Linked DNA regions of Sus scrofa: region 1 is linked to region 2. A link is a contact called in public Hi-C data. All regions are on one chromosome and are shown on one strand. Each heading gives the region's core, a stretch centred on a gene start, on an enhancer-like site or on the middle of the called end of the contact. The rest is flanking DNA. Distances are from core to core; before and after follow the strand shown.

Region 1 (3,762 bases), core at 546-3,045, 540 kb after region 2:
TTTGAAACTTTTTGGTTTTTGCCTAAAATAACTAATACAGAGTGTCTGGGGGAGTTATTCTACAGAGACTTTTTTTTTTTTTTTTTTAAGGAAAAGTATGGTGAAGCCCAGAATTGCTTGTAGTTTAGGATACTGACCTTTAAGAGGTAAATCTCATCATTCCTTCTTCTGTGGATTAGCATTTCACACTTGGTGGATTAAGAACAAATAAGAATTAATAGCTCTACATATCATGAGGTTTCAGATAAGAAGAGCAGATGTGATATGATATAGGATATAGGATATGATAGAGTAGAAAGAACGTGGACTGAGCATTATATGTAACTCCACTCAACACCTGGTTCTCTCACTCAGGATGTACACAAAATCGTTACGTCTTTTGTTGACACATAAAAATAGACTAAGAAGGGAGTTCCTGTTGTGGCACAGTGGTTAACGAATCTGACTAGGAACCACTAGGTTGGGGGTTCGGTCCCTGCCCTTGCTCAGTGGGTTAACAATCCGGTGTTGCCGTGAGCTGTGGTGTAGGTTGCAGACGAGGCTCGGATCCCGCATTGCTGTGGCTCTGGCGTAGGCCGGTGGCTACAGCTCCGATTGGACCCCTAGCCTGGGAACCTCCATATGCCACGGGAGCAGCCCAAGAAATAGCAAAAAGACAAAAAAAGAAAAAATAGAGTAAGAAAACATAACTTACCTGTTACATTGGCCATTCAGCACTTATTTCATGTGCTTTTCTTTTTGCCTGCAATGCCTTCTCCTTCTTAGGTGCTCAGATAATGTTTACTTAGGCTTCAAGGCTTAACTCAATGTTCCCCTCCCCTGGGGAGACTTCCTTGGCTATTCCTCTCTCCCAGGAATCGTTGGACTTTCCTTTCTGGCTCCCAGGTTACTTTCACTATTATAAACATCATGCTAAATTAAAGATATTTGTTTCCCCAGGTGTGTCCTTTGTTCCATGATGCCGAGACCTTGTCTTCTTCATCCTCACATCCGTGATGCCTAGACTAGTGTCTGAGGTCCCCTAGCTATCAGAAAGTGTTTGTGTTGATTGAGTTGGAATATATAATTGGAATCATTTTCAACATAAATTTACCTTGGTCTGTCTTGTCCAAGGTGACTTCCCAGTTAGCCTTTGGTGACAGGATCACAGAGCCAGACCCTAGGATGCCAGATCCTCCTTGTCCAGCTTATCTAACTCCACTGATCTGTGTTCCACTGCCCCAGTTTCTGTCATATGCATATTCTCCCTCCCCCATTCATAATTTCTAATGCCGATTCTTTTTTAAAAAAAAAAACTCAACTATTTAATATTTACTTTGCATTTATTCTAATCGATTCCTTATGTGATGTCAGGTGTTTGCTGTGGTAGTTATTTTTGAGCACACATCGCATTAGTTTACAGCTGCTAAAATGTTTCCAAGTGTCTGCACGCCGCACCTGTGAATGTTACACATACCACCAGGGGTACATAGACCCTCTTTGGGAAACACGGAGCTTTGGGTCCTTCCTTTTTACAAGGGAGGACTTTACTTGCTCAGAGAAGGACACATCCAACCAGGGCTCTTACAGCAGCAGAGCCTTGCCAGAAATCCCAGTCTTCTGAGTAGGTCTTCAATAGACGTTTCATGAATTAAGCCAAATATGTACATTTCCTCGGAGCTCGAGCACTTCGAGCAGCTTTGTCACTGCTCCAGGCCTTTGTGGTTGGGGTGAAAGCAAGACACTACATAGCTCCCTGCCTGTGCCCTAGCAACCGAGCACAACACAGATGGAGAGCTTGGCAATCTACCCACCAGACGCGGCATGCATACCTGGCGGTGAGATCCAATGACAGCTTCCCTTGCACAGGAATAGCGTGTCTTTGCACAGTGTGACTAGAGTTTATGTGATACACAACCAAGATTGTGCCCCATGCCTTCAGGCCAACTTGCTAGTTTCAAGTCTAGAGGCCATAACTTTCCGCTGGTGTAATGACAGCTTGTCTCTTGCAGCTGGATCATGTCAGGACAGTAGGAATTTTCTTTTTGGTCCCCTTTCAATAGCGCCTTGTAATAACAGGGTAGCATTTTCCCAAGATGTTCTTTGCCAGTTGCACACATGTATTGGCTCATGAAGTCTTGAGTGTTTTCTGGCCTTGGAGAAAGGGGATTGTCCCTCTTTCCAGGAGAGAACAGTCGCCCATTTACAGGTGGAGAGACCAAGAAGTATTTATTATGTGCTCATTATCATTAATTAAATTGAAGGAAGGAGTATTGTGTATGAACCATTCCACCAGGCCCTGGACATAACAAAGATACATAATGCATAGTGTGATTGAATAGGCACCCCGCGGCAAGCAGAAGAGACAGATGTTTGCACCCATAGCTCGAATACAATGTGATGAGTGGTCTAACAGGGCGGGGGACCCAGGACTGTGGGAGTACGGAGGAGAGGGCAGTTAAATCTCCCTGGAGGAGGTTGACAGTGAAATCTACAGTTGAGCTGGCCATTACACCCAAGGAGATGCTTTCTGCTGGAGCGGTGAGAGCTTTGGCTTTGCTGCCTGAAGAATCTGCGCCCGAGTTCTCGCTTTACCACTTGCTCCTTTTATGATTTCCAGATCTCTTTCTTTATCTATGAAGTAGGGGCAGAAAGGGTTCATGTTCCATATATTTATTTAAAGTGAGAACAAAATGAAATAATCATGAAGTGCTTAGCATCTTTTCTGGTGTCTAACCCGTGCATGATAAATATTAGCTCTGCCTGTCATTCTTATCATCATCCTTATTATGTGATAATGATGTGAGTTGCCTTGTAGGCAGCCTTGTGATGTGGTATTATCATTGGCATCAGAAAGCCATGGCTATATGTTTGGCACAGAATTTTACTACCTGTTTCTCACTGAGCAGTCTTCAATGTTTTGAAATTATTTATACTAATCGACCAAGGCGAAGAAATAAGCCCCTGTAATAAGTAAGAAATACACATATGGTCTTTTTCCCTGGTTCCTGGCACACAGCTCCTAAAATCCTTGGAATTTCTGGAAAGATCGGGGTGTCCTTTGCATGCTAATGAGATGCTGGTATTTGGGAGCCCCTAGTGAGCTTCAGTATGGGGGTCAGTCTCCAGAAAGACCAAAACATGATTAGAGGATTGGAACTTTCAGCCCCACTCCCTACCTCTGGGGAGGGAAGAGAGGCTAGAATCGAGTTGATCATCAATGGCCAATAATTTAAGCCATCATTCCTATGTAATGGAACCTCCATAGAAACCTCAAATTTTGGGGGTTGGTGGGCATATCAAGGAGCTAGGAGGGCAGTGTACCTGGAGCGGGCATGGAAGATCCTTGAACAGCCAGTGTCCTAGCCCCATTCTCTGCCCAAACTTCCATTTGGCTGTTCCTGAGTTGTATCCTTTATAATAAACCAGTAATAGTGAGTGAAGCACTTTCCTGATTTCTTTTTTTTTTTCTTTTTAGGGCTGCACCCACGGCATATGGAGGGTCTCAGGCCTAGGGGTCGTGCCGGAGCTGTAACCACCGGCCTATACCACAGCAATGCCAGATTGAGCCGCATCTGCGACCTACACCACAGCTCACGGCAATGCCGGATCCTTAACCCACTGAGCAAGACCAGGGATAGGACCTGCATCCTTGTGGATGCCAGTCAGATTTGTGTCTGCTGAGTCATGATGGGAACTCCACTTTCCTGATTTCTGTGAAATTTCTAGCAGATGATCAAACCCCAGGAGGGGGTTAGTTGTAGGACCCTCCTAAACTTTTTT
Region 2 (4,203 bases), core at 406-2,905:
TGATGCTCAAACTGAATATCAGATTTCTATAAGTGGAAAAATGGAACTGTGTCTTCAAGGAATGTCAACAACAGTGGTCAAGATCCAGATAATCCCCGAGGGGTTCTCCTGCAGCTTTGGTTGAGGGAGAGCGGAGCTAGGGAGATTGAGAATAAAAAAGGAGTTCCCATGCTCCTCAGTGAAGACCGATTGCCCTGGAACCATGGTAATCATCATCAGAACCTGTTTAAACCCATTTAATCTATTAATAAGCTTTTACCCTGATGACCATTCTCCTGAAAGCAATAGACAGACAGGAGTTATATTGTCACGGGCGATGGTCTGCCATTCCTAAGCACTCTGCCTCTGAAATCCCACCCGTCCACGAATTCAATACCTCCCCAAATGCCTTAAATATTAGCCATTAGCTTTGTTCATGGACTCTGTCATTGGTGTATGATTCTCCCTTGCGTTATGAGAAATAAGTTCAGTTTTTGTTTGTTCCACATGTTGAATGGAGGTCTCTTCTGCTAAAGTAGCTTATGTATTACACAGTATCTTGGAGATCATTTTGTAGCATCAGCTCAGCAGAGCTTTTAAATTTAAGTTTAATTATATTTGGTCTGAATTTAGCACCAATGGTGTTCATAGCTTTCCTCCGTAGCAATTTCCTGAGAAAAAGGGCGTAGAACCACTTTCTCCTCTAAGGGTTGGTAGCCAAGTGTTTTGAACCTTTGAACCCTCTTCGAAATGGGAAGGCTCCTGGGAGAGCAGTGTCACAATTACAAGCACATTCTTTGGGGTATAATTCCTAAGGGCTTACTACCTGTTAGCTATGAACGTTACAAGAAATTAACTTTCTTGAACCTCTGTTTCCTTATCTGTAAAATGGGAATGATAATAGAACTATCTACACTAGAATGTGGTTGGAGAATTACATCATGATGGAAAGTGCTTAGCACAGCTGTCTGGCACCTTGTGAAGGCTCAATAAATGTAAATACAGATGCTGATGAAAATGTGGAGTTGATTTTGGCTGGGGCGGAGGGGTGTGATGTTCCTTGCACTACCAGCACCCCCCTCTAGATGGAAGCAGGAGCCAAAGAAAGGGGCCCTTGGGTTACCTCCCCACCCCCCCACCCCCGCCCCCGCCGCCGCCGCCCCCACCACAACAGTGGACTGTGAGCTACAGGTCTCCAGTGACCCCACAGCACTTCCACCAGAAGACAGATCAGTCACTCAAGAAGACTTCTGGAGCTAGAGGAGCACTTAGGGTCATTCAGCACACACGGGGAGATTGGGATCCAGAGAGAGAAAATTGGGGTTATGGTAAGCACGATGGCATCTGCTTCCTGGAGCAAAGTGAAACGGTGCCCTGGAGTGATGGAAACGTGGTCCCTTTAAGTACAGAAAAAAATACCCTTTCTGCTCTCAGGTCTAACCTTTGAGCCTCACTCACCTGCAGCTGGCAGAGCAGAGATGGGGCTGTCTGTGATGTCACAGAGCCTGGGAACCAGGGAATGTTAGGGACAGGGGTTTGGACTGACTGTGAAGGGAGGAGGGAGAAAGCAAATGCTGGCCGTTTCTCCAGTGGTCTTTCCCGCTGTTCCCAATGCCATGCAGTCCTTTGGGCGCACTGAAACGAAGTCCTGGTGCCTCTTGTGAATGCATCCTCTGGTGAGGATGGCTGAGCCGTAAGGGGGCAGTATAGTACCGGAAGCCAAAGACCTGGGTCCGCATTCTGTCTCCTACCCAGCTAGGTGGTAATCTTAGGCCAATAGACTTTACTCCTCGGTTTCTTCCTCTTTAAAATGGGAACAATAATAATTATTATTAATTTATCTAATTAAGCAATTGAATCAGTTATACTTTCGGGATTAAGTGCGAGCAGGAAAACACTTAACATGGTGTCTAGGTGTAGTAAACACTCAAGAAATTGTTACTAATGTTATGTGCAAAAATAAAGGCACATTCTCTGCTCTTTCAGGAAAAGGAGAATCATTTTATATTGGAATCCTGGCAAAATCTCTCACCTTTAGGGCACTCTCTATTCCTTTATTTAGGACAGCCGAGTACTATTTTGGGAAGCCAAATTAGGTTGAAATGTTCTCAATCAGTGCTATTTTTGGAGGCTTATAGGAGGTCACCTGATACAAGTGGAACAGAAGAAAGCAAAAATTCAGCACAGTTTTGGTGTCCTGGTGGAAAGGTGGGTGGGGGTTGAGGTGTGAGGGAGGTGTGACCTAACCATTGCAAATACTTGATGGTGGGTTAAATAGTCTTTTAAACCTCACTTGTAAAGAAATACTCCCAATGGTAACATTGAAAGTTGTCAACTCTGGCTGCAAGTGAGTTTCAACTGAGATGTTTTTAAAATGTAAGATTGCCCTGGGGCCTAACTCCAGATAAATTAGCATCCCTGGGGGGAGTGGCAGGTGGAGCCTGGGGATCAGTATTTTTACAAGCTTTCTAGGTGATTCTTACATGAAATCAGGACTGAAAACTACTGGAGTTCTCATCGTGGCTCAGTGGTTAATGAATCTGATTAGGAACCATGAGGTTTCAGTGTTCGATCCCTGGTCCCACTCAGAGGGTTATGGATCTGGTGTTGCCGTGAGCTGTGTATAGGTCGCAGATGCAGCTCGGATCCCTCGTTGCTGTGGCTGTGGCGTAGGCTGACTACAGCTCCAATTAGACCCCTATCCTAGGAACCTCCATGTGCCGCAGGTGTGGCTCTAGGAAAAAAAAAACAAAAAACAAAGATGGAAAACTACTAACTTTTTATTAGGAAGCAAAGACTTCCCTTAGAGTCACGGGAGGAATTTCTAAAAATGCCGCACCTGGTGTCCACTTTATAGGCCAGGAAAATCACTATTTCTGGGCATCGGTAGTTTTCAAAGCTCCCCAGGTCTCCCTCCCCTTTAAAAAAGTGATTTAGGAGTTCCCGTCATGGCGCAGTGGTTAACGTATCCGACTAGGAACCATGACGTTGCGGGTTCGGTCCCTGGCCTTGCTCAGTGGGTTAACGATCCGGCGTTGCCGTGAGCTGTGGTGTAGGTTGCAGACGCCGCTCGGATCCCGCGTTGCTGTGGCTCTGGCGTAGGCTGGTGGCTACAGCTCCGATTCAACCCCTAGCCTGGGAACCTCCATATGCTGCGGGAGCGGCCCAAGAAATAGCAAAAAAAGACAAAAAAAATAAAAAATAAAATAAAATAAAAAAGTGATTTATAATTGTCATATTAACATTGTGTAATTTTGAGACGTACATGTTAGTTTGATACACTTATATATGACAACATGATTACTACAGCAGTGTTAGCTAACACCCTGATCACAGCACATATTTATATTTCCTTTTCATGTTGAGAACAATTAAGATCTAGTCTCTTAGTTGGAGCACCCACTGTGGCTCAGTGGGCTAAGAACCTGGCATAGTATCTGTGCAGATGCAGGTTTGATCCCTGGCCTCCCTCAGTGGGCTAAGATCAGGGATTGCTGCAAGCTGTGGTGTAGGCCGTGGATCTGGCAGTGCTGTGGCTGTGGTGTTGGTCGGCAGATGTAGTTTGCATTCGACCCCTAGCCTGGGAACTTCCATATGCCTGAGGTGCAGCCAGAAAAAGAAAAAAAGAAAAAAAAAAAAGATCCAGTCTGTTAGCAGCTTTGAAGTTTACAATACAGTACGATTTTTAACTTGCAGCCAGTGTAGTAAACTACAACAAATTTAAAAAATCTAACTTTTCTTGATGCTGTATAAATGGATATTTTAGCTTTTCAGGAACAGCCTTCTCTATACGGATTGAAAAAAGGGCATTTTTTTCAAATAACCTGAGAAATGAAGACATTACACTCTAGAAACCTGTGTTAAATGAAAATTGTAAGAGTTCCCATTGTGGTGCAGCAGAAACAAATCCGACTAGTATCCATGAAAATGCAGGTTCAATCCCTGGTCTTGCTCAGTGGTTTGGGGATCTGGCATTGCTGTGAGCTGTGATGTAGGTCACAGATATGGCTCAGATCCCAGTGTTGCTGTGGCTGTGGCTGTGGCGTAGGCTGGCATCTACAGCTCCAATTCAACCCCTAGCCTGGGAACTTCCATATGCTGTGGGTGCGGCCCTAAAAAGCAAACAAAACAAAACTCAAATCTTAACACTGTAGACCAGCTATAATGGAAAAAATAATCATTAAAAAAAAAAAGAAAATTGTAAAGATACTGATGTTAGAGATG

The links. Hi-C and Micro-C count contacts between places; a contact is called where the count stands out from the background.
Region 1: a Hi-C map of embryonic fibroblasts shows a contact between it and region 2, with 2.4 times the contacts expected there. The contact joins two enhancer-like sites. A contact is called at or near these places in 2 of 47 Hi-C or Micro-C datasets (embryonic fibroblasts and fibroblasts).

Annotation. Positions count from the first base shown.
Region 1 is chr1:255,758,521-255,762,282 of Sscrofa11.1, forward strand. The region is part of intron 4 of LOC102161373 (a long non-coding RNA gene); the gene reads left to right. Among named protein-coding and RNA genes, the nearest start is that of TNC, 130 kb to the left of the region's middle. Within about 2 kb of position 1,796, at least 5 of the 83 cell types and tissues checked have an H3K27ac peak or open chromatin away from gene starts, as enhancers often do. A contact at or near this core is called in embryonic fibroblasts, where this site is marked.
Region 2 is chr1:255,214,371-255,218,573 of Sscrofa11.1, forward strand. No RefSeq gene overlaps it. Among named protein-coding and RNA genes, the nearest start is that of TEX48, 4.6 kb to the left of the region's middle. Within about 2 kb of position 1,656, at least 9 of the 83 cell types and tissues checked have an H3K27ac peak or open chromatin away from gene starts, as enhancers often do. A contact at or near this core is called in embryonic fibroblasts, where this site is marked.